Regions from separate parts of the Zea mays genome. Here region 1 is linked to region 2. Evidence: chromatin contacts called from public Hi-C data. All regions are on one chromosome and are shown on one strand. Each heading gives the region's core, a stretch centred on a gene start, on an enhancer-like site or on the middle of the called end of the contact. The rest is flanking DNA. Distances are from core to core; before and after follow the strand shown.

Region 1 (3,963 bases), core at 1,282-3,781, 260 kb after region 2:
GGAATCAACATCTTCAGGCAAAGCAACACACTCCCACCATCTGCAAGCATAAGTTTTGCTTTCACAAGTTTGTACTAGATAAACCGGATTTTTGTGATTTTGTCACAACACAACAAATGTCTCCCATCAAGGCACATGAAAGCCATCCAGAACTAGCCTTCTAGCTGGCAAATTGTGAAGAATAAAGGTTCAAGTCATGCCATGAGAATGTCATTGACTGTTAAAGAAAGTTTGCAGGTTATACTATTTCATTGAATTGTTACTACGCACACAAAAACTGAACAACAATTATCATGCTCAACAACAGCTGTCATGCAACACTGTTTCTTAGTGATGCACTCAACAAGTAATCACTCCAGGTTGTCTGGGGAAAAGTCACACAAGCTCATTCTTGTTACCTCTTTTTGAAGCCCATTGAAAGTGGTTTCCATGCTTCCAAGAGGAGCGAAGAGCTTGATTCATGAGACACATGCTGTCTTTTGAGTTTCCTATATCTCAACAAGGTGAAAGTGATAGCCTGACATATAAAAGCGGATGTTTGTGAATGAGAATCAAGAAGTGTTATTGGATTGCAACCTAGAGGCCAGAAGACAAAGAGTGATTTTTTTGTTTGCTCTTTTTAGCCTCATGAAATTCATATAATCGTCTTATCATGAAATGATCTGTTTTGGTGCATTGGTCTATAGCAGGTTCACAGTTTTGACAAATATTGGCGACTGATATCAACTCTTAAGTCTGATGCTCAAATTTCTATGTGCATTTGACCAAGACTAAGCTGCAATTTTAAAATATAAAAAGAAGATATCACTTGAACAAGATTAGAAATGCGAAACAAATATAGTAAATTAGACTGATCTTTGGATGCAAACATACTATATAGTATGCATACTTCTGCCACTTACCTTGGCAGCAACCAAAAAAATATCATTGGTTTCTGAAATAAAGAACAACTATCATCAGAAAATAGGTTTCCAACTTAAATGAAAAGTGGAAGCTGGACATTGTGCCATAATGATGCAGACCATAAATATTTAGTGCTGGCTTACCATTAGCATGCCCCACAAATTTCTGAAGGGCAGATTTCCGCAATGGTTCAGTCTTGGATCCAGCACACAGCAAAGAGTGATAAGAATCCCAATCGGAATCCGCACATGATTGGCTGTACAAATTGCAATATTACTTAACCAAGTTTTCTTCTCAAGGTTATATTTAAACGAAATATCCAAGAAATAACAAGAGTAATTTTTATAGTCACAAGTTTTGTACACGGAAATTAGGTCTGAAGAAATAGTGAGGAGAAACAGATATCATATGTTGTGCCAAGAGAAGTTAGTTTTCAGGCCTATATAATCATCTCTGGTGCCACCTCGCAAATCAAGAAGTATTCACAAATTATTAGGAACACAAACCTGCAGTAGAGTTCTCCCTCACATCCACCAGGGCAAGCAACAACTGGTGGCAAACAGAACTGATCGGTTAAAGGCAACAGCGTATTACCATCCATAAGTGACAACAGGACCTCTTGTGGCACAGCATTGCTATTTCCATTTGATGCACCGGAACAGCCAGTACTTGACCCAACATCACTCCCATGGCAGTGTCTCTCGGTAGTGCCATCACCACTACCACCAAGGCTTTGCAAATACAATCTACGCCCAATTTGGTACTCTATAGAACCAATGAAGTGGAAGCAGTAACTACACACAACACAGTCAATCTGCAAAAAGGCACATAGAAACCGGAACAGCCAGTTAGTTTTCAAATAAACGGCGCAATGGATTATTTACTTTCGATCAAATGGGATAACCTTGTTAAGGCTGTCCTGAGCACCGACCAACATTTGGTCCTTCAGAACAAGGTCGTCTTCACCAAAGTCCCTATTTGCATAAACACCTGAAAGAACCGGTTTGTTGAAAATGGGAGCTTTTACCTTATGCCAATTTTACATAACCAGATCAGGCTGAGTGGCTGCCCTCTAAATTATAGCTCAGCAACGGATACCTTTCCCATGCTTGCCACTGTAGCTCACTCTAATGCCATCAAGCTTCTTGGACCGTATGAGTTCACCATAGTATTCCTGATGAAGAAACAAAAGGCAGCATATTCATTACCTGATACTCGCACTGATGTTAACACCCAGATATAGCATTTCTCGCATAATTTTGTACCAACGCTATCAAAGCCTAAGATACCACACCAACAACGCCAACGCCATGAAAAGCCTGGATTCGGAAAGGTTCGACCAAAGTAACAGCTTTGATGCCAAGAGACTGTTCAATCAAGGGATTCTCAAGCAAACAGGCTAGTCGCACAGAAGGGGCCAGAAAGAAAGCAAGAACCTGGGCTGATTGGAGAGGAGGCGTGGCGAGGAGCTGAGCGATTTGGAGCGCAAACTCCCTGTCTAGATCGCACGGGCTGACGCTGCTAGCATCCATGCCGTTGGGGTGCCAACCGGAGCTTCTCGCGGCGGGTACGTCGGTCCCTGGCCGCGCCGCCGCTGCTTTTGCTGGCCGCTGGGGTTTTGGGGTTCTGGCGTGCGGAGACGGTAGTACGCATCCGCCACATGAAGACGTAAATATACCTTACGCCGTTAGGAAGTGAAAGCGTAACCATTTGGTTTTCTCTCTTCCAATGTTTAAGCAAGAGAAAGAAAAGCGTAACCCATTGTTTTTCTCTGTTCAATGTTTTTTAATCAATAGAAAGAAAAGTAAAGCCTCTAGCATTCCAAATTCTTCGCATGAGAAATAGTGTACCATGTGAGATGTGACAAAAAATATATACGTTGGGTATGATAGAGGTGGTGGTTGGACTGTATGCTAAGTTTAAGGTTTTTTGTGAAGTTTTAGTAGGAATCTGCAAATTCTAGGTTTTTTTCGTGGATGATTGCTTTTTTCTCAAAGATATTTTTATTTGTTAAACGATACTTCTGAACTAGTTGTGAGCACTTAATATTCTTAGAGTGGTAATTTTTATTCCAGTAAGTAGGAATTACTGAGTAGTGTGCTCTCAGTACTGAGTGAGTTTATTGGTCCTGCTCCTGCCAATTCAAATCGTAGATTCAAAATTTTATTGTTCGCCTCAGAAAGAAACATGCAAAACAGTTGCAAAACAGTGCTCATTCGGTTCAAAATGTGCAGACAACAATTCAAATTATATAAAGGGATAAGTATAAATCAGAACCTGGGTTAGGTCAGATAGCATGATATGACAACATAAACGAATACAAATAATTCTGGCCAACAGACCTGGATAGCAACATCAACCATCATTGTTTGGCCCTGCACTTTGAAGTCTCGATGACTTCGATAGCTAGAAAACCAGAGTCTGACTCTAGCTTATTGTTGCTAAAAAATGTTGTACGGATCTAGTGCTCTAGCAATGGTATGTGTTGCGTTGGTGAAGCTAAGACAAACCCGCGGGCACCGGTTGGCTTGTTCGGCTAATATTCACCCCAGTATATATGGGATGAAGGGAATTAGGGTATAAATTAAATTAATTTATACTTCAATCCATCTCAACTCATATGTATATGAGTGAATCCTAGAATATCAAACATAGTCTGAGAAAAAAAAAGTATGACGTCATCCACGTGAGTATGTAAAACTAAAATTTATTAAAGTGATACTTTAATTGGGGAAGGTTAGAGCAACTCCATGAAGGAGTCCTAAATTTGATCCCTAAATATTGTTTTGGGACCGAATTAATTTGTTTTAGGACTCTGAATACATCATCATCATCTCCAACAACCGGACCTTAAACATGTGTTTGTCAACTAATTCACCTTCATGGGCCCACGCGCATGCCCTGTTCATGTGTCGCAAATAGACGTGATCTGTTCGGCTAATATTCACCCCCAATTTATATGGATTGAAGGGGATTGGGTGTAAATTAAATTAATTTATATCTCAATCCATCTCAACTCATGTGTATATGAGTGAATACTAGAGTATCAAACATAGTCTG
Region 2 (4,223 bases), core at 1,532-4,031:
GCTAAATCAAATATATTTATCATTAGAATTCTAATTTTGCGCAAGAAAGTGTGATATTCTTACAATGTGCAGGGAACGACCACGTAACGAGATCGCGAGGAAATTAAAGTGTGATATTTATCAAGATGTGGCGATTTTTCGGGCACATGGATCGATTTTTTTATAATGTACCTGGCAATTTTCTAGGTGCTTTCCGATCAATCTAACAGACCGACGAAATCGAGAACTGACGGCCGGTATTTACTGAAGCAATGGAAAAAACACAAGAATTGCCTCGCAATGGAATGGCGTGACTGGGTGCTGATCCTATTTACGCGGTCACGATAACCGTACCGACACGTGCAGCATGGTTTTAGGCTCGTCATGTATAACTATTGTCTCAGCCGTGCCGTGCAATGCGAGTGCATGGTTTGTTTATCGGCCCAAACAGGCAAATTAACACTATCACATCTCTTTAGAAAGTGAACGACGACGACTTAGCGATAGCACAAATTAAACCAAGTTCCAAACACACTCACACACACCATATATGGCATAAAAAAGTTTAAACCTAGCTACCTGCTAATGTTTATCTTGCTAGCTAGCTAACTAATATCCCTAGGGGCGCCGCAATGCATGGGGCGCGAGGGGATAACCCGATCACGAGAAGAACTTGTAGGTGGAGGCGTTGACGACGATCGACCGGAGGCCACCAATGGGCGCAAGCACCGTCAGGAGCACGCCGACTATGATGCAGAACTGCAGGCCATGTCGAAGCATGTTATTAGCACTATACATATATATCAGCGCTTCACCAAATTGCAGATGGAATAATAGATAATAATGCGCCATGTACATTAATTGTAGAGGTAAAACAACAACAACGACAAGAAGAATAGATCTGACTGACCCAGTTGATGAACCAAGAGAGGCTGAACTTCTTTGGCTTCTTAATCTTCAACCACAGAATGCACGGAAGCTGTTTGGTCATGAAGTGCTTAGTTAGGAATTAGGATGGGCTGAAATAAAGAAAACTAATTGATGCTGAATTCTAAAGGACAGATCTCTCACGTAGTAGGTTGTCGGCGCAAATGCGAAGCCACCAAAGAACCCTAGCAGCCCCCCGAAGAACGGCACGGCGATGCCAACCAGAGCTGTCAGCACTGCACGCACGACAAAAGATGCATATGTAATCAGATCAGTTCAATGCGTACGTACGTTGAATTAATGTGTATATATATACAAGTACTTACCAACATAGAGCGAGCGCGCTATCAAACGGAGAGGCATGCCTGGCTTGAACCGGAGTTTCTTCACCAGGAACGTCTCGAGCATGTCGAACACGGGCATGGCGTAGATCTGCACTAATTATATGTTAGTGTACTGTGCGCGCGTAGCCGTCACCAATACTAACGACGCAGCAATACGCGCGCGGGAGGTTATTTGGGACCACCTGGTAGCTGCCGATGACGTGCACGACGACGAAGATGTTGGCGGCGGCGATGAGCCAGCGTGGCTTCTCGAGGGTGATGAGGATGTTGTCGTCGACGGCGTTGCCGAAGACGTAGTAGCCGACGAACGCCACCGGGAGGTAGCAGATGGCGACGACGAGGTAGGCGAGGACGACGCCCTGCCACATGGGCTTCTTGGACGGCTTGTCTGGCGTGGACGGGATGGTGGCCTGGATCTCCAGCACCACGTTGTGCCCCGCGTACGCGAACGCCACGTCCCCGAGCGCGCTCAGGAAGTTGAACGTCTGCCCCGTCGTCGTCGACGCCTTCATGCTGTAGTCCACGGCCGAGTGCCGCCCCTTGTGCGCCGACGCCGCCCATGCAATCGTCGAGTAGCTGCATTGTGCGATATGCGTTGTTGCGTTGCATGCATAGAATCATTCAATCCATCATGCATGATCCGATCCAAGCGATCAATAATCCATCGATCATCAGAGCGAGTAATTAGTAGTAATGACAGACGTACGGCAATAATATATAGATCGATCCTTACGTGAGCGACATGACTGCGGCGGCGAGGGAGACGAGCGTGATGGAGTTGAAGTTGGGCAGCTGCGAGAGCAGCAGGTGGATGGCGGCGAAGACCATGATCCACGAGCTGGTGCGGAGCGGCTTGCAGTCCGGGCAGGCGACGGTGTAGCACTTCTCGAACGACTTGCCGCCGGTGACCATGTAGACGATGCAGACGCCGATCTCGACGATGAGCTGCTGCGGGACGACGATCCAGAGGCCCAGCTTATCGCCGAACGCGTGCTGGCCCAGCTCGTGGTAGCGGTCGAAACGCTTCCCGGGGACGCACTCGTGCATCTCGACCATCTGCCACAGCGTGTACAGGGTGATCACCCAAGACAGGACCATGGCGACCACGCCGGGACCCCTGCACGCATGCGGTGTGTTAGTTCGTTCACGCATGCAGATCCATATATCCATCGATCAGTTAAATGGATCGATCGCGACGACAGATGCATGCAAGGCACAATATTGCATGCCGATCGAGGCGAGGACAACAATTAAGACCAGATCAGATGGATGCCACGTACCAGCCGAGCTCGGACATTGCGTAGGGCAGGCTGAGGACGCCGGCGCCGACCATGGCCGTGACGTTGTGGAAGGCGGAGTACCACCATTTGGCGTTCCTGGACGAGGTGATGGGCAGCCAGTCGTCGATGGCTTTCTCCTTCTCCGTCGACGTCATGCTGGAGGGCGTCGCCATCTCGGTCGCCCGGCCGATGGAGACGTATGCCGAGGGATCGGAGGAGATGGCGGCCAGGTAGTTTGCCGCAGGAAAAAGCTGGATATTTTGGAGTAGCCCGGGGCGAGATCGATGGATAGATAGATATATATATATATACACACATCCCGTTGCCCCGCTCGCGAGATCCGGAAACTGTTACCTTTCTGTTTCTTATTGGGCCATTGACTAGTATTTTATTCATAAGAACTCGGCCCTTGGAGAGCCCTACCAACAAACAAACCCGTGTTTGACGGACCATCCACCGGCCGCACGCGCGTTTTATGTCGCCGCCGCCGTCCGCTGACAACATGGGTGAAAGTGTTGCCGCGTTGCTGCTTATTCATTTTGGATTTATACATGCCTGCTCTTTTTGTCAAACCATATGCAGACTTACTTTATAGGTCAAACCATTTGCACAGTGGTTACGTGACTTCTGAATATGTAATCGAAGGTGCCTTTTCAGTCAAACCGGACACCTGGCGTTCTAATGCTGGAGATTGTAAGTGGATTAAGGATTCGGTCGACACACATTACCATGGATTTTCCTGACCGGCCTTATCTCATATCTAAGTATCGAAATGCATAGAGTTCAGAACTAAAGGAATCCACAGACAACAGAGGGTGAGCCCACTGGTAAATTTTATTTCTGTTCACGCCTGGAACTTATGGAAAGATGGAGAAGTAGAGAAACTAGTGGGCTCTTCAACTATGGAGAGTTGCTGCCCTGAAGAAGCTTCACGATGCGTCCATATAGGCCTCTTGTGTGTTCAACACAGTCCAAGCTGCAGGCCCTTTCATGTCAGCAGTTGTGACCAGTACCAATGCAACCTGTGTATTTTGCACTTAGGCATGGTGAGCCTAGAGGAGCCAGTGACAACATGCATTGTATGTGCATGACATTATAGCCTCACGGTGCTAGAAGGCCGTTAGATCTTAGATGTACAATGGCAACTTACTCTCTGCGTGTATTTTAGCGATTTGCAGGTGTAAAACAAATCTTTTCTTAACTGTAGATGGACTAGAGAACTCCAGCAATAGGTGTATGTTCTGTCTGTGAGCTCATTACATAGAAAACACCTAGTTCAGGTACAGTGTATGCGAGAATGAAATAGTTGCGAGTGATGCATCAAGAATCGATGCTATATTTCGACCTGACATATTCCTATTCCACATGACATGACATTGGTTTTTTCTTCAGTTGTTCAGTTCTTCTGCTACGCACCAGACTCTGAGTTTTGTCATTGGATTTTTATTCAATTGCTCAGTATTCTGTTACGCACCAGACTCTGAGTTTTGTTTTGTTTTTTTATAATCCTAAGATTATCCTGCGAACAAGTTCAGTTCTTAACAAGTTCGTATATTTTCTTAACTGTTGGTTTTTTCTTCAGTTGTTCAGTTCTTCTGTTACGCACCAGCGGTGGACGCGGACCATAGAGACGGCACCTAGCCCATAACGTACTCCAGCCCAAAAGGAAGGCGATCGCGTGCCTTCCTTCAAA

The links. A called contact is a pair of places that touch in the nucleus more often than the background predicts.
Region 1: a contact with region 2 is called in a Hi-C map of ear, with 2.1 times the contacts expected there. The contact joins the promoter of LOC100283168 here to the promoter of LOC100283144 in region 2. A contact is called at or near these places in 3 of 25 Hi-C or Micro-C datasets (bundle sheath, ear and tassel).

The regions. Positions count from the first base shown.
Region 1 is chr2:7,810,971-7,814,933 of Zm-B73-REFERENCE-NAM-5.0, forward strand. LOC100283168 (MYND finger family protein) reads right to left here and starts at 2,532. Exons shown (of 15, transcript NM_001156070.1): 1 at 2,340-2,532; 2 at 2,002-2,077; 3 at 1,808-1,893; 4 at 1,410-1,717; 5 at 1,047-1,159; 6 at 903-934; 7 at 399-517; 8 at 1-40. The coding sequence starts at 2,435.
Region 2 is chr2:7,546,257-7,550,479 of Zm-B73-REFERENCE-NAM-5.0, forward strand. It overlaps LOC100283144 (AATL2), which reads right to left and starts at 2,782. Exons shown (of 7, transcript NM_001156046.1): 1 at 2,531-2,782; 2 at 1,984-2,367; 3 at 1,433-1,826; 4 at 1,233-1,338; 5 at 1,051-1,142; 6 at 890-958; 7 at 368-738. The coding sequence starts at 2,703. The coding sequence ends at 640.